3 separate regions of the Mus musculus genome follow, and regions 1 and 2 are each linked to region 3. Evidence: chromatin contacts called from public ChIA-PET and Hi-C data. All regions are on one chromosome and are shown on one strand. The core of a region is the stretch at or near the end of the contact, and the rest is flanking DNA. Distances in the headings are between cores, read along the strand shown.

The links. A called contact is a pair of places that touch in the nucleus more often than the background predicts. ChIA-PET counts read pairs in DNA pulled down with a chosen protein or histone mark.
Region 1: an RNA polymerase II ChIA-PET map of memory CD8 T cells shows a contact between it and region 3, with 108 read pairs. The contact joins two enhancer-like sites. A contact is called at or near these places in 2 of 484 Hi-C or Micro-C datasets (both in CD4 T cells), 3 of 115 datasets of contacts at active chromatin or transcription factors (effector CD8 T cells, heart atrium and memory CD8 T cells) and 1 of 9 other capture datasets (pancreatic islet).
Region 2: a contact with region 3 is called in a Hi-C map of rod photoreceptor, with 2.2 times the contacts expected there. The contact joins the promoter of Gjd2 here to the enhancer-like site in region 3. A contact is called at or near these places in 1 of 39 promoter capture datasets (liver), 3 of 484 Hi-C or Micro-C datasets (the N1E-115 cell line, nephron progenitors and rod photoreceptor) and 1 of 9 other capture datasets (pancreatic islet).

The regions. Positions count from the first base shown.
Region 1 is chr2:113,901,861-113,904,560 of GRCm38.p6, reverse strand. No RefSeq gene overlaps it. Among named protein-coding and RNA genes, the nearest start is that of Gm30985, 8.5 kb to the right of the region's middle. Within about 2 kb of position 1,305, at least 46 of the 459 cell types and tissues checked have an H3K27ac peak or open chromatin away from gene starts, as enhancers often do. A contact at or near this core is called in effector CD8 T cells and memory CD8 T cells, where this site is marked.
Region 2 is chr2:114,012,285-114,014,984 of GRCm38.p6, reverse strand. Gjd2 (gap junction protein, delta 2) reads left to right here and starts at 1,366. Exons shown (of 2, transcript NM_010290.2): 1 at 1,366-1,921. The coding sequence starts at 1,851. A530058N18Rik (RIKEN cDNA A530058N18 gene) reads right to left here and starts at 1,420. Exons shown (of 5, transcript NR_028423.1): 1 at 1,088-1,420.
Region 3 is chr2:114,143,718-114,146,417 of GRCm38.p6, reverse strand. It overlaps Aqr (aquarius), which reads left to right. Exons shown (of 35, transcript NM_009702.3): 14 at 688-790. Among named protein-coding and RNA genes, the nearest start is that of Mir7002, 5.5 kb to the left of the region's middle. Within about 2 kb of position 1,342, at least 45 of the 459 cell types and tissues checked have an H3K27ac peak or open chromatin away from gene starts, as enhancers often do. A contact at or near this core is called in effector CD8 T cells, memory CD8 T cells and rod photoreceptor, where this site is marked.

The DNA.
Region 1 (2,700 bases), core at 56-2,555, 240 kb after region 3:
CAGTGTGGTAGAAAAGAAGTCTCTCCTCTTGCACAACATTCTGCAAGCAGGAATACACAGAAACGTGCATTCATGTTTTTACATAATTCCAGTTTAAGAGGTGGGCACAGCTTTAAGGGGGCACCCACAGCACTCTTTCCCTGGGACCCAGGAATAAAATGACTAGGAGAAAGTCAGGAAACCTTGATCAGTTCTAAGCTACACAGTATTAGAATGTCACACACACCCCTAAATGCAGAAGCTAGTTTCTCAACACTGCCAATATTCAACTTACTAAAAAACTTTTTTAGTTTATCTCATCAGTTTGGTTATCAAAACATGTTTTTATCTCATCACATTTACTAGAAATTACTAATTAGTGCCAAATATGAAAAATTTATGATAAAAGCTAACAGGGTGGTACACTCCTGGCAAGGGAGCCTGAGGCAGGAGAGTCACAACTCAAAGCTAGCCTGGGGTTTGTGGTAAAGCTCCTTCCTCCCCCACAATCCTGGTGGTGATGCAAATTATTTTTATCATAGCAATGCAATTTGCAATTGGTGGAATGCAAGGAAGCACTTTGTGTGGCTCTTGACCAACTTTGCATCTTTGTTAACTTTGTTAAGCAAGTTCAGTTTAATTTGGCTTTCAAGATGCACCTGCATATTTCTCTGTTGCATTCTTCTTTGTGGTAACTGTAGAATCTTACCTGTTTATTAATGAGCTAAATAAAATCTTTGAAAAATGCTCATTTTATATTCGAGTCATGAGTTACCTTGAAAGTATCCTTTAATATAGGATGCTTTCCTTAAATCCTGACCTGGGTTATCTGGCTCTCCATTGTGGTATGGAAGAACACATAAGAAAGCACAGCACACCTTGCTTCTTCCAGAGATGATGCTGTGAAAGAAGACCACATCTAAATACCTACACAGGGTAGGAAAGGCAGAGCATGAAGACAGGCTATTATAGCCAAGCTCATAGGAGAAATGTAGGAATAGCTAGGTAGGTAAAGAGTGAGAGAGAGAGAGAGAGAGAGAGAGAGAGAGAGAGAGAGAGAGAGAGAGAGAGAGAGAAATATTCACAAATCCATAAATATCCCTCAGGCCTGCTGTGTGCTACACTCTCCTCAGCTCCAGAGATCAGATCTGTAAACTGGTAGCCACATTAGATTGAGTCTTTAGGGTAGACCCTGATCTCATGTGGCCAATGTGGTAAGAAGATGTGTTGACACAGACACAGAGGGAAGGCTCTGTGACAGAAGTACAAAGAGGATCAGCAGCAGGCTGTGAAGTCCTTACAGGAAGTCAAGCCTGTTGACCTCTTGACCTTGGATATCTAGCTTCCAGAACTGTGAGAAAATAGATTCCCACTGAGCTGCCTAGTCTGTGGTCCTTTGTTGTGGCAGCCATCACAAAGGAACATGGGAGAAAGGTCCTGAGGGTTGTGGTAAACAAAAGCCAGTACTGTCTTGATGTGCCCTCTTGCTTTTCTCCAAAACTCTAGGGTTTTCTCAATAAAGCGACTTGGTGCCTAGTGAAATCCTGTCTCCTACTGTTTGTACTGCAACTCCTGTATGTTCTCTGAGCTAACACAGGCATCTTATTTCTGCCTTTATTAAATATGTGTCCTAGGTTGGGAATATCTTTCAACCACTACTCATTTCTCTACCACTAACCTTGAGCTCCCTCAGAAATTGGGACTGTGGTTGTTTTTTATTGTGTACGTCTAGCACTGAGAAGACAATGTTGCCGGGTCTGGCACCTCATAAGTATGTGGAGCAAAGGGCTTAATGGATATGTAAAAAAATGGGGAAAAGCTACTTTAGGCCTAAAGATAACTCAAAGAATGTCTTACTCTTCCTGGAGATTTGGAAACAACCAACTGGAATTAGAATTATCCCTGTAAGCCAACACATCCAGGGTTAGCCAGGTTACTCAGGAGCCATTGCACACACTGGTAGCCTTGGCTGCAGGAATCTGCCTTGGTCTCTAGCCAAGTGTTGAGGGGAGGAGCTTAGATGTGCTCTGGGAAACATGTAAGGACTTCTGACCCTGAGTGCCATCCTGAGAGATGACAAAGCTTTGCTCATTCAGAGACATCTGTTGCTAGAGGACTTTCCTTTTTTTTTTTTTTTTTTTTTTTTTCTCATGAGCTGATATCTTCCCTGTAAGCTCTTTGATTGCCTAATGAACAATTACTTTAAAGGGCATAGCAAACACTTTTTGTGAAGGACTGTGCTATGATTTAAAAGGGCCCCTCAAAATATGTATTGGGAAATCAAGAAAATGGCCCAGGCATTAAGAGCATTTGCTTCTCTTGTAGGTTCAGTTCTGCGCACATACCTCAGACAGCTCACGGCCACTTATATTTCCATCTCCACAGGATCTGATGCCTTCTTCTGGACTCCATTGGTACCACATGCATGTGACACCCATACAGAAAAGCTGGGACACAAGTATATATAAATTTTAAAATACATCTTAAAATAACATTTAAAATAAATTTTTAAAAATGTTGTCCCCATTGTAGGAACGCTAGGAAGTGGATCCCAAAGTAAGATGTGTAGGTCACAGAGGATCCATGTGTATGAATGGAGCCATGCTTATTAATAAATGACTTTAGGGGGGACTGGCAAGATGGGCAAAGGCATTTGTTATTAAGCCTGACAGCCTGAGTTTCAGTCCCTGGGACTACATAGCAGAAGGTGAGAACTGATTC
Region 2 (2,700 bases), core at 117-2,616, 130 kb after region 3:
CTACTGTCAGTGGAGAGCTGCTTCCTTGAGCTAGCAGTGACAACCCCAAGAGACAATCTTGGGACAGGCGTGTTATGCGGCTCAAGCTTGTGTTCTGTCTGTAAGCATTATGCATGCAGAAGAGTATGTGTAGGGACCCTGGACCCTACTCTGCACCTTTCTTCCTGGCCCTTCCTCAGGGCCACGAGAGATAGATACCCAACCAACTCAGTCGTTCTAGAATCAAAAGCACATCCTGGTGTAGCTTATGTGTATGCTCCCTGTGGGTAATTAAGGCTGCATTATATTCCTAAGACCAGCTAGCAACACTTTCACAGTCATGTTCTTGAAAGGATGACAACACCTTACTCATTGTGCTTTTGGTACATTTATATGACACACTCCCAACTTTGGTGCCTCCTAAAATTGACCCTACGTTAATTAGCAGCCTGGTGTGATCGTCTCAATTTTCCTGGGACCAATTAAGTAGATGCAGTAGATGGAACTGACATCAAAATGTAAATTTTAAGACCGATTCTAGAATCTGTTCTTTGAGCTGGGGAGTGGGAGGGGGAGGCAAATGCTGAATAAGGAGAGTGGGGGTGGGGTGAGATTGTGAGCTGCTGTTTCTGCTAGATAAATACTGGGTCTTCTTAAATCCAGGCTGGACCATGCTGACCTGACTAGCGTCCTCTGCTCCCATCAGTTATGTACAAATGAAATCACGGCCTCCTTATCCGTGCTGGGAGAAATGAGCACGCATTAGGGCCCCTGGCTCGCTGCTAGGCACCTGTTTGGTGGGTAAATACTTTGTACCCAGACCTTCCTGCTCAGAACACCTTCACACCTGCATTTAGGCGTCAGCCAGCAGGGAGTCTCATTAGGTATTCCGCACCTCAGCACCTGATCCACACGCGAAAGTCGGGACCCTCTGCAGCACTCTCGCAGGCGGCTGTCCTCTCCCGGTAAGGGCTAAAAAACTCCCTTCCCCCAACTGGCACCACCATCTAGAAAAGGAATTTTAGTGGTGTCTCAGAAGGCCCAAAGCTAAAGGTAAGGGACAGACGGGGGCAAGTTAAGCCATCTATTCGGGTCCCTCATCACTCACCAATGTGTCTGTTCCTCCTGCGGGAGACTGGCGGCCAGGTGAGGTTACCTGGGCGCCTCAGAAGCCCCAAGGGGCGCTGCAGTTCTCCGTCTCCCCATCTCCGGCGCAGCGGGGGGACTCCAGACCGTCTCCTCCCCCCGCGGCGCGCGGCCGCGGCCCCTCGGGCTCCGACGCTCGGCGACAGCGGCACGCCGCGCTCTGCTCCCCTCCGCCGACCTGGCGTGACGCAGGCGGAGACTACTTAAGGGCGGATTAGAGGCGGTGGCCGCGGATTCCCCAGCCCCGCAGCTAGCTCTGCGCGCCGCAGCGCGGGAGCGCCAGGTGCCCGCTCCAGTGACAGGCGCCGGGGTCCGTGCGCGGACCCTCCCTCAGACCGCAAGATCGCGGGGACCGCGGCGCAGGCACCGGTCTCCCGCGGGCAGGAGCTCGGCCACCTGCACGCTGCCACCCAGCCCCGCCCCTCGCCGGGAGACTGCGGGAGTCCATCTGACCCCCGGACGGCACCGAGGTGCTGTCCAGCTCTTCCGCACCGCGCCAGCAGCTCCATTGGTTGGGACGCACATAGATTGCTTCCCCCACTCCCCTCTTTTAAGTGCAATAAAGGGGGAGGGCCTCGTGGATTTTTTTAAAAAACAATTTTTGTTTGCTTCTTTAATTGGGGGCAATTCGCTCCCTGTCAGGAGGTGAGGCCCGGGGAGGGGCCAGGACCAAGAACGTGCCCGGTACTGCCCAGTCTTTGTCTGCTGCCTCCGGATGCACAGCGATGGGGGAATGGACCATCTTGGAGAGGCTGCTGGAAGCCGCGGTGCAGCAGCACTCCACTATGATTGGGAGGTAAGGGCACCAAGCCAGCCGTCAGCGGCCCGTCGGGCGGCCCTTGGGAATACCTTCTCCTGTCTCTAACGACCCCCATATCCCCAGCCAGTCCTCTACCTCCTCCCCAACCTCTGTCCAAGTGCCAGTGTTGCCTGCATTAAGGGATTACCCGACGCCCAGTGACGCCCCCCTCCTCGTTACTCCTGATCAGCTCCCCCATACTTTCTCTATAAAGCACCACAGGGGGGAGGGGGTTCACACTTCCCTCATCAGAAAAGGACTTGTGGACTCAGTCCTGGTACCCCCCACTCTCCGGAGTCAGCGCCAATCTCCATCTGGTTCCCTAAATAGAATCTACAAGGAAGGCAGAATTGCATTTGGACAGAGAAGGGCAAGTGGGGAGATGGATTTGCTCATCACAGCAGATGCACCATTCTTTAACAGATATTTATTAAGCTAGACCATGTTCTCTGTTAAAACTTAGTGCCAGAGAGCCACACACATAGCTGGCTTCTTCTTGTGAATAATATATCTTTAAGTATATATTTATATACATATGTAGTATGTAGATATTTATTCATATTTATAGCTACCTGCAGCTACCTATTTGTTTGTAGACATGTGAATTTTGTACTCATCACCGTTTCTATAGAGGATTAAGTTCTACATGTAGAGACTAGGATATACACCCATAAAGATTAATACTCACCGCAGGTGTAGATCTTCAAACACAGATCCTCTGTTAAGGATTCTGCATGCATTTGCCAGAGTAAAGGTGCGTTTAGAGTCTCTAGACA
Region 3 (2,700 bases), core at 93-2,592:
CTGTGCTGCCTTTGGGTGGCTTTCCTATTGAGTTGTCAGTGCATTACACAGTCAATGTCAAAAGCTGTTTCTTTGGCCTGGAAAAAAACAAAAAAGTCGAAAATAGATTAGCAGTTCTGGTGTTCAGAATAGAAAAGAGGGATTTTAGAGAAAGACAAAACATTTGTGTTGTGAAAGAAAAATGTTACTAATAAAAGGAAAAAAGAAGCATAATTTATTCTTTCACATAGCAAATTATATGCAAAATGCATATTTCACATTATGTTATATTCTTTTTAAAAATGTTTCTTTGAGAGTCTGGTGTTGGTAACTTTTTCAGTAGAAACATTTTCTGTTTCGTTAATGTTGTTCTTAAATGAACCTGGCTTTGGATAGTCTGCATGTGGGAGTGAGGAGGGGCTACAGGAGCTGCTGGGCCTCGGCTGGGTCTGCAGTGGTAGCTTCAGTGGTAGAAGGTCCGTGCTATCTGTCAGTGGATTCAGGTACCATGAAAATACTTTAAATATTTTAGCAGAATTCAAAAATTCTAATTCCTGTTTCTCATTTTTGTTGTTGTTGGGGTTTTGTCCATTTGTTTGTTTTGCTGCCTGTGCGGTAGGGATATCTTCACTTTTTAAGATAATCAATAGGAAAACAGGGTTCAAGAGGAAAGGTGAATGACCTGAATAAATCTTCTCCATTCTGCAGTTCAAACACACTCCACCAGGTGGCATCATACCTCTGCCTCTTGCCAACGCTCCCTAAAAATGAAGACACAACTTTTGATAAAGAGTTTCTTCTAGAATTGCTGGTAAACATTAATATTTAACTGTCTTATAACTTCTCCTGTGGCTTTTCCCACATTTCTGAGTCACTCAGTGATATAAACAGTACTGACTGCTAGAGTTCGGGCTCAGTACTTTGCCTCTTGTGTTTGGAACTAATTAAATTAGGGGTTTGGGGGGCCAGGCCTCAGGCTTGGTTTTTCACGTCTGTGGTTTCTTTTCTCACACCTCTCAAACCTTTAAGCTCCGTTACGGCAGGAAGTCGCTGTGGCACTGAGCAGCTTCTGTGTCACCCTGCACTCATGCTCTGGAGATTCAAAGAGACCACAGCTAGACACAGTGCATGTTAATAACCGTGGCCATGTGTTATTTTAAAGGCAGTTATTCAAAAATTCTGTATTCAGTATCAGGTCATAGCCTTGATACTATAAATTCAGTAACTTAGAAATACAGTAAATGATTTCTAAGTGGCTTAAGAATTCTAAGCAATTCTTCAGTCGTCTTTATTTTCTAAACTAGCTTTTTGTTGTGGTTGTGGTTGGGTGTGGTGACTTTTTACTGTTGTTGCTGTGGCTGTTGTCTGGGTTTTGGGGTGGGGCTTGGCTTACCCTGTACATAGCGCACCACTGCACAGTCGTTCAAATCAGGGAATGAATGGGCTTCTCATGCAGTGGGCTTCTCCTGTTGCCAGGAGGGAGCACGGAGACTCTTCACCTGCACCTTGTGGAGCTCTCAGAAGACTTCTTGGACCTATTAAATTACGTGACTGTTAACTAGGTACATTTTATTAATGTGGAGGTAGACATAGCACAGTGGTAGAGACTGCTTACTTACACAATATAGTGACTACTATACCAGCACCGCAGGACGAAAGAATTCAAGGAATTCCATAACTTCTTAAAAACTCTTTAGTATTGTCTTCATTTCACCTTGTTTGGACATGTAGTCCACTGCGTTGTGTCGGGACACCTCCTTTTCATACAACATTTTCTGAAACAGATGACTATTTATGTCAAATATTTAGCCATGTCACTAACTTATGGCTCCTTAAGTGTTGACAGTTTTCACCTTTACAGATAACGCACGCGCACGAGTGTGTGTGTGTGTGCGCGCGCGCGCGTGTGTGTGCGTGTACACCCATATGTGAACATTTAACCAGAACCAGGAACTGGTTATTTCACCATGTGTGCTTATGGCTGCTGGGTTAACCTCCAAAACCAACACTCTGATGAGCCTGCACTGCCTTCGCACCAGCCTTGGTTTTGCTCAGTCTTCCTGCTTTTCCAGCAAAACAAAACAAAACAAAACAAAAGGATTTAAAGTGTTAGTTTTTCTGTTATAAGATTAAGTAGCTTTTCATCTATTTCAGACATTTTCATTGCTGAGCAAAACAAATAAGAACTAACTAACTAAATAGGCATATGTGTCTGTTGATTTTTCTTCATATTGAACCGTATTAGGCATGCCGTTCCGGGCTTTACTTTCCAAGCTTGTTCTTGTACCCGACAGAGAGCATAATTCCTCCCTGTAGGAAGATGATGGTAATATGCTAAATGTGGAGAGCAGAGACAAAGCATTTGTAACAGGTGTTTAAGGCCCAGTGACAGGTGTCTGAGTGTCATTTGGGGAGCGCTTCAGATTAGTTCCAGAATGGAAACTACTTTTTTCTTTGCATGTTTGCTCTGAGCATGTGCCTTAGATGTCTGTCTTTGCCTGTCCTCCTACAAGTCACTTGTCACTGTCTGTAACTGCAAACGCTTCCTAAAAATTCCCTGAGCTCTTTTCTGACAAGAAAATCTCTTTCAAGTCAGGCTGTTGGTACCAATACGAAGTTTTTATGAACAAAAGAAATAGAAACCTTTCCCAGGGATGATTCCCATAGAAAAGCCGTGCGCCATTCTGGCCTTGTTAATTAGAAATCACAGTTTCTGTGTGA